Linked DNA regions of Mus musculus: region 1 is linked to region 2. A link is a contact called in public promoter capture Hi-C data. All regions are on one chromosome and are shown on one strand. Each heading gives the region's core, a stretch centred on a gene start, on an enhancer-like site or on the middle of the called end of the contact. The rest is flanking DNA. Distances are from core to core; before and after follow the strand shown.

Region 1 (5,776 bases), core at 1,918-4,417, 340 kb before region 2:
AACTCTGTTTACTGTAAATGTCTATCTTGGGGAACAGAGCAATGTCTCACCAGTTAACAGCACTGGCTGCTTTCTTCCAGAGTCCTGGGTTTGATTCTCAGCACCCAGGTGGTCACTTAGAACCATCTGTAACTCCTATATTCCAGGAGTCCTGAAGTTCCCCTCTGCCCTCTAAGAATACTAGGCATGAACCTGGTGCACACACAGATACAGACAATACTCACACACATAAAAAATAATAAGAAAAATTCTAGCCCTACTTTAACCTCTTTTTGTATGCCCACTGCCAATATCTCAAAACCTCAGTTAGATGACACTCATGATACACAGATTGGCCTAATTCTGGGCCCTCAGCACCTTGTTTCCAAAATCCTTACTGCCCAACAAAGCCTTAGTACTGGCCTCCAATGCCACCTGGCCCCAGTGACTAATAATTCATTCGCTCCCAGCTCCCACCTCTGCTCACCCTGCCCTGGCTCAGCCCAGTCTTCCCTTGCATCCAGACCCAGCTCCCACAGGATGTGGGAACGGACCCAGATGGCCCCTTCTGGCCAGGATCACACGCCATCTACTGCTGGCACGATGACTTCATGCTGTACCTCACTGCTGGCTCTTAGCCTCTGCTGCTGGATCCTGTCACCTACCACAACTCCAGCCAGATCAGAGAGTCCCTTCTCACTGTCTGGTGTTGCCTCAGCACCAAGATCTAACACAGCTGGCATTTTTGTTGGCAAAGAAAGCAGGTGGCTCTGTGCATTCATACCTTTTGACAGGTTCTGTACGATAATACCATAACAAAGTACTTTACAGGTATATGAAAGAGTAACTTTCTCCACTCTGAAGCAATGAAAAACAATCCAAGAAAAACCAAACAGATTTCAATTCAAAATACCAGCCAAATCTTAAAACTATATAGCATTTCCATTTTTTAATTTAATTAATCTATTTGTTTATTTTTGGTTCTTCAAGACAGTTTCTCTGGGTAATCCTTGTCCTAGAACTCACTCCTAGACCAGGCTGGCTTCAAACTCAAAGATCTGCCTGCCTCTGCCTGTCAAGTGCTGGGGACTAAAGGAGTCACAACCACCCATAAGAGATGGCTGTAATTTTTTCTTTTTTCTTTTTTTTTTTTGTTTTTTCGAGACAGGGTTTCTCTGTGTAGCCCTGGCTGTCTTGGAACTCACTCTGTAGACCAGGCTGGCCTCGAACTAAAAAATCCGCCTGCCTCTGCCTCCTGAGTGCTGGGATTAAAGGAGTGACACCACCATGAGAGATGGCTGTAACTTTTTCTTTATGAGATACAGTCTGGCCATGAGCTTGTGACCCTCCTGAGAGCAGGATGCCAGGTGTGTGCTACCTTTTCTGGTTTATGTGGTGCTGAGGTTTAAACAGTATTCCTCCAAGCTAAGCACACACTCTACCTACTGTATCATGTAATTTTAAACAACCATGAAAGAGAATAGAGGCTAGATAGAGCACATGTGAGGCTGCTGTTCCAATCTCAGAAGAGACTACAATGGAAGAGCCAGGTATAATGACTCAAGTCTATAACCCAGCACTTAAGAGACTGAGACAGGAGGTTTGCCATGAATTTAAATGAAACCTGGAATGCAGATTAAGACCCTGTCTAACATAAACCAACCGTTAAGGATTTCAGGGGGTCCAGATCAGTTGACAGCTGCCTGGCTGCTCTGCAAAGCCTTCATCCAGCTCCCAACACTGAATACACTAAGCTCTGGTGGCCAACAGTCACAGCACAATGGAAGGAGACAGGAGGATCAGGAGTTGAAGATATTTTCATCTATACAAGTTCCAGGACAATGTAGGATACAAGAGACCCTGTCTCAGAATTAATTAAAAATTATAAAGGGGCATTGTGCTTTTTCCTGTCAACGTTAGAACAATGTATACTAAGAAAACAGATACAACAGTGAGGCCGCACCTGCTTGTAATCCCAGGACCTGGGAGAGATGCAGGGCAATGGTGGGTTTGGTTTTGTAGCTGGTTGGGGGCTATAAAGGGAGGCAGTCTCGCAGTATCTCTCTGTCTCCCCCCCCCCCCAACTACGAAAGCACAGGAGCAGCCAGAGGAGAAGGACCCACTTGAGGAGTCCTAGGTGGCTTTATCGGTGTCTGCACCACTTCTGTCCTGTCAGCTGTCACTCCACCACATTCTGTCCTCACAGAAGGAAGTAACAGAAATCCTACCTACTAACTGCTGTTGATGTTAAACTCACTGGGTAGCCCAGGATAGCCTCAAACTCACTGTTACCCTCCAGCCTTAGCCTCCCAAAGTGCTGGCATTATGAGTGTGTAAGCCACCATGTTACTCTTCTTTCTTCTATATTTACAACATTTTCATAGACCTGAGATAATTTCAAATAAGACTTACTTAAAAATGCACACAGTTGCAGGCTGGAGAGATGGCTCAATGATTAAGAGCACTGACTGCTCTGCCAGAGGTTCTGAGTTCAATTCCCAGCAACCACATGGTAGCTCACAATCCGTAACGTAATCTGATGCCCTCTTCTAGTGTGTGTCTAAAGACAGCTTCAGTGTACTCATATAATAAATAAATAAATCTAAAAAAAAAAAAAAAAGAAAAAGAAAAGTACACAGGGCCGAGGGTGCTAACTCGGTGGTGCACCTTGCTTGGCTTGTACAAAGCCCTGGGTTCGATCTAGCACTATACAAGAAAAAGGCATAGCTGGGAGTATAGCTCAGTAGCAGAGTGTGTGCTCAGTAGGAGTAATCTGTGGTTCAGTCCTTAGCATTAGAAAAAATATAATATACATATATGAACACATGTATACACAACTGTCTATGCTCAGAAAAAATACCTAGAAGTCCAACAAGATGGCTTGGTTGGTAATGGCACTTGCTGTGTACACCTGACAATGTGATTTTGATTCCCAAAACATAAATAAAAAGTAGAAAGAAAGAAATTATTCACAAGGTTGTCCCCTGACCTCCAGGCATCTGGTTCCAGTGAACACTGCCTGGCTCTTGCCCAGAATATAGATTTCTACATACACACAAAGCAAATGAGAGCATGACCATCTATTCCACAAGATGGCAGTGCTGCCCCTGCTGGTGAGTCCTCTCTGAACTTGAAGTGTTGCCTCCAACAGCTGCTTTCTCATTTCTAGGGGCATGACTCCACCTAGGTTTAGAAACAACAAGGCTGTGGCAGCAGCCTGGAGAACAGTCACTGCCCAGTGGCGGAGCCGCTCCTGCTCTCTGTGGCTGTTTTGCTGACAACCCAGCCCATTTCCTGCCCACTTATATAAGGCATTCCTGGCTCAAGTGTCTTTAGCAGCCTTCTTACCAGCAATCTTTCTGTATCATCTGTATTCCCACAAACCCTTTATTCCAAAACAAACCCCAGAAATATTATTTTGCTTCAAGGACGACATACCTCTCCTTTTTAGCTACAGAATTACAAAGGTGACCTTCTTCCCCAGTCCTAATCACTGACTGCACGCTGCCCCTTCTAGGAGTAAAGGCACTACTGTGATAAGTGCCTGGGAGGAGGTGGCCCTGCCCCTCACTGTACCAAGTTCCTCAAGGCAGCACTCTGCTCTCTTCTTTCCCATGGTGTCCTCAGCAGTTCAGCAGCAGCAGGGAGGATACAGAGGGAAGGAGGGCAGGATATGGGAACAAACTAATAAGCCATAGTTTGGCTGAGTTGCTTCTTTGTCTACTGTGAAGTTAGATTAACTTGAAAGTCAAGAACTCCACAGATTCCTCAAAGCAAATGGCTGAGACTGAGAGCAACTTCCCTGCTTAGCCTTAACCCACTTAGGAAACCTGCAAACTAAGTCAGAAACCACATTATCTGAGAGTCTCCTGGGCTACACAGTGCTTCCCCCCCACCTCCAAATGTCTGCCTGCCACCCACCTTCCCAGGTCCTTCTTCCAACCCTGCCTAAACACTAAGTCCACAAAGTTCTGTAAACTGAATAGCTTCTGGCACACAGGAAGGGCTCAGAGAGTGAGTTCTGAGTTCAGTTCCTCCACAGCAGGTACACATGGCTTATTCAATAAAGGTTTGTGGACTCCACATTTTGATTATCCATTCTGTTGGACAGACACAACTTCCTAAAGAAAAATGATTATACATCTGTGACTCTCTATTCAAGAAACAGAACAAGGCATGGAAGATTATGCCTGCAATCCCAGTACATGTAGACTGAGACAGAAAAATTGTTTAGGGATAGTAGGCCCTGTCTCAACAAACAAAAAGCATTTAAAAAAACAAAATGCAAAACCCCTTAAGTTTGAAGGATAGAACTCTTCTAGGTGTTATAGTAAACAGACCTAGTTAACTTACCAGTGCAACACTTACTACTAAAACTCTAGTGACAAGGACCTTTCTGTTCACTTTAGAGCAGACAACCAGCCACCAAGACTATGTAAGTTACAGCTACAGGTCAAGGCCCCACATGAGTCTGTTCATTGTTCCATGTTCCATGCAGAACATTCACAAATAAGAATGGTTTAGAATAAAGTCTGGAGCATGCATATAACATCTCCCCATTAAATGAACAGATGGGCAACACAACACATACACAGAAAAAAAGGTGACTGCTAAAGCAACTATAAAGTTCTAGAAAGTTAGGAGAAATTGGTTAGAATCAAAACAAGAGACACAAAACAGGTTACTTCTTTTTAAGTGACCAATAAAACTGGTAACTCCATAGCCAAAATACCAAAAGAGAATATGTAACAAAATCAGAAATGAATGGAGCATAGCATTAGTCTTAGCACTGAAAGCAGAGGCAGGCAGAGCTCTGTGAGTTCAGGGCTAACCTGATCTACAGAGTGAGTTCCAGGACAGCCAGAGCAACCATCATTATTGAGAGTCTGTCTCTGCCTCTTTCTTTTCATACACACACACACACACACACACACACACACACACACACACACACACATACACACACGAAAAGAACCCCTGCAGAAGACTCAAAAGCACTTCCCACGTGAAGTGGGTCACAAACTACCTGGAGGTTTTCTGGAGGTTTTTTGTTTTTGTTTTTGTTTTTTGGGTTTTTTTTTTTTTTGACAGAGCCTCACTGTGATACCCTGGAAATGAGGCTGGCCTCAAACTTATTAAGATGTTTCTACTTCTGCCTCTCAATATGGAGAGTACAGTTGTGGAGGCCTTTAAGTATTAAAAAAAACAAACAAAAAAAACTATTGAAAACGCACTTAAAAAAACTTGCAAAGCAAAAGAACAAAGCACATAATAAAGCTTGACTAAGTTAACTGTACATACACACCTTCAACAGTTGAAACTTCCTGCACCTCAGCAAGAGGAGAAACAGGTTCTGTTTTCATCGTGTTTTCTCCCATTGACTTGCAATTCAACTCCAAATCTGCTGCCCCCAGGCCATCCCCAATGGGGTGGCAAGTTAATGCAGAAGAGACCTGGCCAGCTTCCAATGGAGACTTCAACTGACCTAGAGGAAGAAATAAAGAAAGAATGCTTGGGAAACAAATATGTATGCAATCTGGAAGTCAAGAGTTCTAAAACAGACAAGAAAGCCAGAGAACCCCTGCAGAAGACTCAAAAGCACTTCCCACGTGAAGTGGGTCACAAACTACCTGTAACTGCAAATCCAGGGCATCCAATCCCCTTCTGCAGATACTGGAACAGATACATATAGACACATTAAAAAGAATGAATGAACTGGGGCTGGTGAGATGGCTCAGAGGTTAAGAGCACTGACTGCTCTTCCAAAGGTCCTGAGTTCAAATCCCAGCAACCACAT
Region 2 (6,181 bases), core at 3,233-5,732:
TATCTATGGTGTGGGGGCCACCAATGCCAGGGCCAAGGGAAGCTCTGGGCAGACACAGGCCAAGAAGGATGAACCCAGAAAGATGCCCCCCAGATCCGGTGGCCCTGAAACCAAGCCAGGACCCTCTTCCCAGACTAGACAGGCTGCAGCCCGGACTGTAACCCCAAAAGGACAGCTTCCTGGGGGCAAAGCATCTTCAAAAGCAGGATCTGCCCCCAGCTCCTTCCTGCTGAAGAAGACCAGGGAGCCTGGGACCCCTCGAGAGCCCAAGGAGCCGTTCCGCCCGCCCCCCATCACACCCCACGAATACATGCTCTCCCTGTACAGGACGCTGTCCGATGCTGACAGAAAGGGAGGTAACAGCAGCGTGAAGTTGGAGGCTGGCCTGGCCAACACCATCACCAGCTTTATTGACAAAGGGCAAGGTGAGAGGGTAGGGTGGCAGGGAGGGGCATTTGCAGGGACCCAAGAGTTCCAAAGTCTTGGAGTGCGCAGGTGGGGGACAGCGTGTGTATCCAGCCTGGGGTGGGAGTCTGGAACTTATCGCATACACACCAGATCCAGTACTAGGAGCACCTAGGGATCTCCGAGTCCAACTTCTGCCAGGTGCAGAAAGGGCACTAAAGTGCAGAGAGGAGCTAAGATCTCCCAGTTGGATACTAAACTCCAAGACCCAGTTTTGATTACTGGGTGGTACTCTGCACCTCATGCGGGTTGGCTGAAGTCTCTAAGCTCCAGGTTTTTCTCAGACAGCAGAGAGAAAGAAACTTTAGGTCTCTGCGGTTCTTGAACTTTACCCTCAGATAGGGGGCGAAGGGGGCAGGATATGTGAGGACAGAAAACTTGTCCCAGGGGGAGGCACCTGGCTGAGGCCACATTGAGCCCCTTCTTCCCTGGGGTCTCTTCCTATTTGTATTCTAAAGGACATCGGACTGAGTGATGTCTGTGCGTTTTGAATGGGAAAACCTTGTATCCTTTTCATCAGCAACCTGGGAGAGAGGACTTGTCTTTCTTGCGTCAGCGTCGCCGGAGGTCTGCCTGGCTCTTCCTTTCAACTTGCTGTGTGTTCTCAGCAAATCCCTTCCCTTCTGAGTTTCAGGTTCTCCGCACCGTGGAGATAGTTAGGCTGCCGGCTGGCAGTTGGTGAGGTTTCTTGTGGTTCCCAGGCTCTGGTGCTGAGCCTCGAGACTTTGGCTGGCAGAGTGGGGGAGGGGCCAGAGAGTGGGAGAGGCTCCTCATTAGAGTTGGTCTGTAGGGGAATGACAGGGGGTTGGGGGGAGGTACAGAGGCAGCAGGTCTGGCAGAGGTGGGGGAGGTGGCCTGGCTGCCTGCCCAGCCAGGAAAAGCTGTGACCCCTCTAGGGCTCATAAAATAAGTCCTTGTGTCCCCCCAGCACTAAGGGAGCTTGGGGAGGGGGAGATGGGGAGTTTAAAGGCCTAATTAGTTACCTTCTAGAGCAATAGTTGAATGTTCCCTAATGGCATATTGGCATTTAGGAAGGAGAACATGCTGATTCAGCGATACCATTGAGATTTTACACATACACATGCACGCACACGCACGCACACACACGCACACACACACACACACGCACACACGCACGCACACAGCGCTTATATTTATACACATGGTAAATGAATCACATACATGCACACATGTTTCAGGTATTCATATAATCCCAACTTTACTTACATATGCCAGTAGCATAAATATATTACTGTATGCTTACTCATGAACCCAATTGCACACATGCATGCGTGCACGCACACACACACACACACACACACACACACACAACACACACACACACACACACACACACACACACAACACACACACAAACTGGAACATTCATGGACCAAAAGAATCATTAGGATGGGAACTTGGGGAGTTGAGCTGCAGATTAGCTTGGTTATTAATTTGCTGTGTTACCCACGTCAGTTTACTCCCCAACTCTGTGCCTTGCCCATAGCAAGATTGCTGAGACCTTTAAGGTCTAAGAAGCTCAGAACGGACTATTAAAATCCTAGGCTACGGTTTCTATTTTACCTTAGCTAGATGAGCTTGAATAAGCCCTTAATTTACTCTGAGCTTCAGGTTCCTCCTCTGAAAAAGTGGGTAATTGAAATGTACATACCACCTGCCTTATTTGCAGGAGATAATCTTGCTGGATCGTGGATGGGGCGGTCACTGGCAGAAGACAGTTATAAGACTAATGACTAATGACATATTGACACAAACACCAGGGGCACTCAGATAGTACGCAGCCACATACCTACCTTCACTGGGAAAGGGCTCTTGGTGGTTTGCGTGTTGGCTTCGGCCATAGTGGGGAAGAGGTTAGAGAAACCTCTTTTGATTGGGAGAGAGTTAGATCCTCCCTGGAGGCCCAGAGGTGGCGGGCTCTCTTGGTGAAGTGACAGGAATTGACTTCTGGCTGTTTTCTCTAGATGACCGAGGCCCTGCGGTCAGGAAGCAGAGGTACGTGTTTGACATCAGTGCCTTGGAGAAGGATGGGCTGTTGGGGGCTGAACTGCGGATCTTACGGAAGAAGCCCTTGGACGTGGCCAAGCCAGCGGTCCCCAGTAGCGGGCGGGTTGCCCAACTGAAGCTGTCCAGCTGCCCCAGCGGCCGGCAGCCGGCAGCCTTGCTGGATGTGCGCTCCGTGCCAGGCCTGGATGGATCTGGCTGGGAGGTGTTCGACATCTGGAAGCTCTTCCGAAATTTTAAGAACTCAGCGCAGCTGTGCCTGGAGCTGGAGGCCTGGGAACGGGGCCGGGCCGTGGACCTCCGTGGCCTGGGCTTTGAACGCACTGCCCGACAGGTCCACGAGAAAGCCTTGTTCCTAGTGTTTGGTCGTACCAAGAAACGGGACCTGTTCTTTAATGAGATTAAGGCCCGCTCTGGCCAGGATGACAAGACTGTGTATGAATATTTGTTCAGCCAGCGGCGGAAACGCCGGGCCCCATTGGCCAATCGCCAGGGCAAGCGACCCAGCAAGAACCTCAAGGCTCGCTGCAGTCGCAAGGCCTTGCATGTCAACTTCAAGGACATGGGCTGGGACGACTGGATCATCGCACCTCTTGAGTATGAGGCCTTCCACTGCGAAGGACTGTGTGAGTTCCCCTTGCGCTCCCACTTGGAGCCCACAAACCACGCAGTCATTCAGACCCTAATGAACTCTATGGACCCTGAATCCACACCACCCACTTGTTGTGTGCCTACACGGCTGAGTCCTATTAGCATCCTCTTCATCGACTCTGCCAACAACGTGGTGTATAAACAGTACGAGGACATGGTCGTGGAATCTTGTGGCTGCAGGTAGCAGCACTGGCCCACCTGTCTTCCAGGGTGGCACATCCAGAGACTACCCCCTCCACAGGTTCCTGGAGTAACAGAGAGCCTGTGAAGCTGCTGCCCGAAGTTTCCTGGCAGCCTGCAGGAAAGAGTTCTCAGCAGGCTTACTCTCTGGATGTGATCTGGACTAAAGAGATCACCTTCTGAAGATTCCTGCCCAAGGAACAGACTCTGAGTGGGCCTGGGGCTCAGGAAAGGTGTTCTTAATGAGACTCAGTTCACCATCTCTCCTGCCCGGGGCCTCTTCATTTCTCTCCAGACTCTCCAGAGAAGTTGTAGCTATATCCTAAGCTCTTTAAGGGAGAGCTGTCTCCTCCTTGAATCACCTTTGTGCCTGGTGACTTTCTGCCAAGAGATGTTCATTACAGGGGCTGGGCAAAGAAGGGGAAAGGGCTTGGGCAGGGGTGAAGAGAAGAGTATGAGCCTAATTAGACTGTTAGATTAAAATGTACATCGATGACATAAAAGCTGAATCTTCATGGCTAAAATCGTGGCAGATTTCTTGTTTACTCCAGTGGACCCAGATCTCCCAAAGAGTGGCTATCCCTTGAGAGTGTAAGTAGGGTGCCTGCCTCAGGTATAAACTGTTTCCCAGGCTTGGACTCCACCCCCACTCCTGGGAACCAAAGCAGAATGGGGCAGAGAGTACAGCTGGTCAGAGCCAGTGTTCACCTCTAACCCCATTCCTGATTCTTCCAAAGGCCTATCGGGCCCAGCTCCTTCTGTTCCATTGGGGCCTAGCAAAGAGCTAGAATTTTACATTCCTTAATCAAGTCTCCAAAATGAAGCCTCAGGGGGTAGGGGGTGGGGAGACATGACTTTCTTTTACACCATCTCCATTTCATTCACAGTGCCCCCGAACTACCACAATCACAATCTTGCCTGGGCTTCGTTCAAAGGGCCCTCTACTTTTTTTCCACTGAGAAGTCTGGGCTGCCAAGGGTCTCTACCTCCCTGTGGTGGCATCGCATCTCTACTACTAACCACTGTTTCTCACACATGATCTGGTCTAGGATCCCACTGCTCTCTGGGGCTGCTTGATCACGGCACATCACTGTTCACAAAGCTCAGAGTCAGAAGTGGAGCCGCTCCCTTTACATTGCACATTATGTAAGTGCGCAATTACACACAAATCACTGGGCTCCCCTGCTGACCTCAGACAGACAGAAAATGCCAGGCACATCCTCGCAGTGCTTCCTGCTTGGAACGTGGCCCACCTCAAATGCTCACTTCCTTTTCTTAGCTAGAACCTTTGGGGAGGTGTGGGGCGTGAACTTTTGGAGAGGACAGCTCTCTCTGGGAGGGAAATTTAGACACCTGGATCTCAGAGTGGAGGGCTCAAGGCCAGATTCTACCTGGCTAAAGAGAGACACAAGGATCAGGACAAGTCAGGACAAGTCCAAGTCTCTGGTTCCCACCCATAGGGCCTCAAAATTTTCTCCACCTCTCTCCAGCTGAGGCTTTGATTCCCAGGGCTCCCCGCCAAAGCTGTCTCAAGAGTAGGGATCCCTGCCCAACAATGGGCAGATCTTATGTCCCTTTCCTTTGGGTTGTCAGGACCTGAAGCAAGAGCCCAGTGCAGGGGGCAGCTTTCTTTTGAGCTGTCTCCTTGATTTGGAGGCCATTACCTGTCCCAGAGGAGCCAGGCTGAGTCTGGAACTGAGTTCTCCCTGGCGAGGCTTCGTTGTGTTTGGCTAGTAGTGTGCCTGAGAGCTCTGAGGGTAAACAAAGGAGCTGCCACAGCAGACAGAGGCCTGGTGTGTGAGAGAGGAGAATGAGCCCTGAGGAAGGCGCTGGCGAGGCCAAGGAGACAAGTACGGTTACAGAGAGAGCAGTGTAGGATCGAGGTGGCTAGAAACCTATGGGCCGAGAGACAGCAGGAAGGGGTCACAGGTGGTATTGGCTGCCCCAAGTACTTATTTCTTGGGCTGTGTGTTTCTTGTTTCTTGCAAAGTTCTCCTCGCCTTAGCCCTGGTAGAACATCACCTGAGTCACAGAGCTCTCCATAGCTTGAAGGGTTAGGCTTTGAGTGAGTGGTCATAGCTCTAGCTGAACACCCCAAGAGCTTTCTTTCCCACCCCACACTGCCCTGGACCTCAAAAGAACAACTCAGACTTGACAGCCCCCTTCACCCAACTCTAGAGAACCAATTTGACCATTTTGAGTCTTTAGAGCCCTTCCATTCCAACCTTCAGATCAGGACAACGGCCCCCTCGGAGAACTCTCTCCCTTAGCACTACATCTGGCTGCAGTCACAGGAAGCTGCACGCTTGTGTTCTCCGTTCTTGCTCCAAGAGCTTACTGGGGGCTCTGGAGATGGCTCAGTTGGTAAAGCACTTACCACACAAGCATGAAGACCCCAGCTTTGATTCCCAGCAGTCACAGAAAAAAAAAAACAGTATAGCAGCACCTGTCTGTAATTCTAGTGCTGGGGAGGTAGAGATAGGCAGATAGATCCCTGGAGCTTGCTACCTGGTCTGCCTAGATGACTCTTTGGGCCCCAGGTTTAATGAGAGCCCCTATCTCAAAACATATGGTAGAAAGTGACCAAGGAAGATACCAGATATCAGCAACCTGTGGCCTCTATACGAATAGACATAAACACATACTCCCCCCCCATGTGTACGTGTGCATTTGGATTCTCATGTGCACATATACACACACCCCTCCCTCTCACACACAAAATAATACAGTGTTTCTATTTGACTCCTTAGTTCACACTCTCCTGACCATAATCCCCCAGCTCTGAAAGGTTCAAAAGGTTGTATAGCTTCAAACTTCAGCTTTGTCTTCTGTCGGTTATAGGCCTTGGGGGCTGCAGAGA

Evidence for each region. Capture Hi-C pulls out chosen DNA fragments and counts their contacts.
Region 1: a contact with region 2 is called in a promoter capture Hi-C map of adipose tissue. The contact joins two enhancer-like sites. A contact is called at or near these places in 3 of 39 promoter capture datasets (the C10 cell line, hematopoietic stem and progenitor cells and pre-B cells), 1 of 484 Hi-C or Micro-C datasets (pre-B cells) and 2 of 9 other capture datasets (adipose tissue and liver).

Annotation. Positions count from the first base shown.
Region 1 is chr2:156,276,177-156,281,952 of GRCm38.p6, reverse strand. Phf20 (PHD finger protein 20) reads right to left here. Exons shown (of 18, transcript NM_172674.2): 9 at 5,285-5,464. Among named protein-coding and RNA genes, the nearest start is that of Cnbd2, 33 kb to the left of the region's middle. Within about 2 kb of position 3,167, at least 170 of the 459 cell types and tissues checked have an H3K27ac peak or open chromatin away from gene starts, as enhancers often do. A contact at or near this core is called in adipose tissue, where this site is marked.
Region 2 is chr2:155,938,687-155,944,867 of GRCm38.p6, reverse strand. Gdf5 (growth differentiation factor 5) reads left to right here. Exons shown (of 2, transcript NM_008109.3): 1 at 1-425; 2 at 2,451-3,845. The coding sequence ends at 3,325. Among named protein-coding and RNA genes, the nearest start is that of Gdf5, 3.6 kb to the left of the region's middle. Within about 2 kb of position 4,482, at least 24 of the 459 cell types and tissues checked have an H3K27ac peak or open chromatin away from gene starts, as enhancers often do. A contact at or near this core is called in adipose tissue, where this site is marked.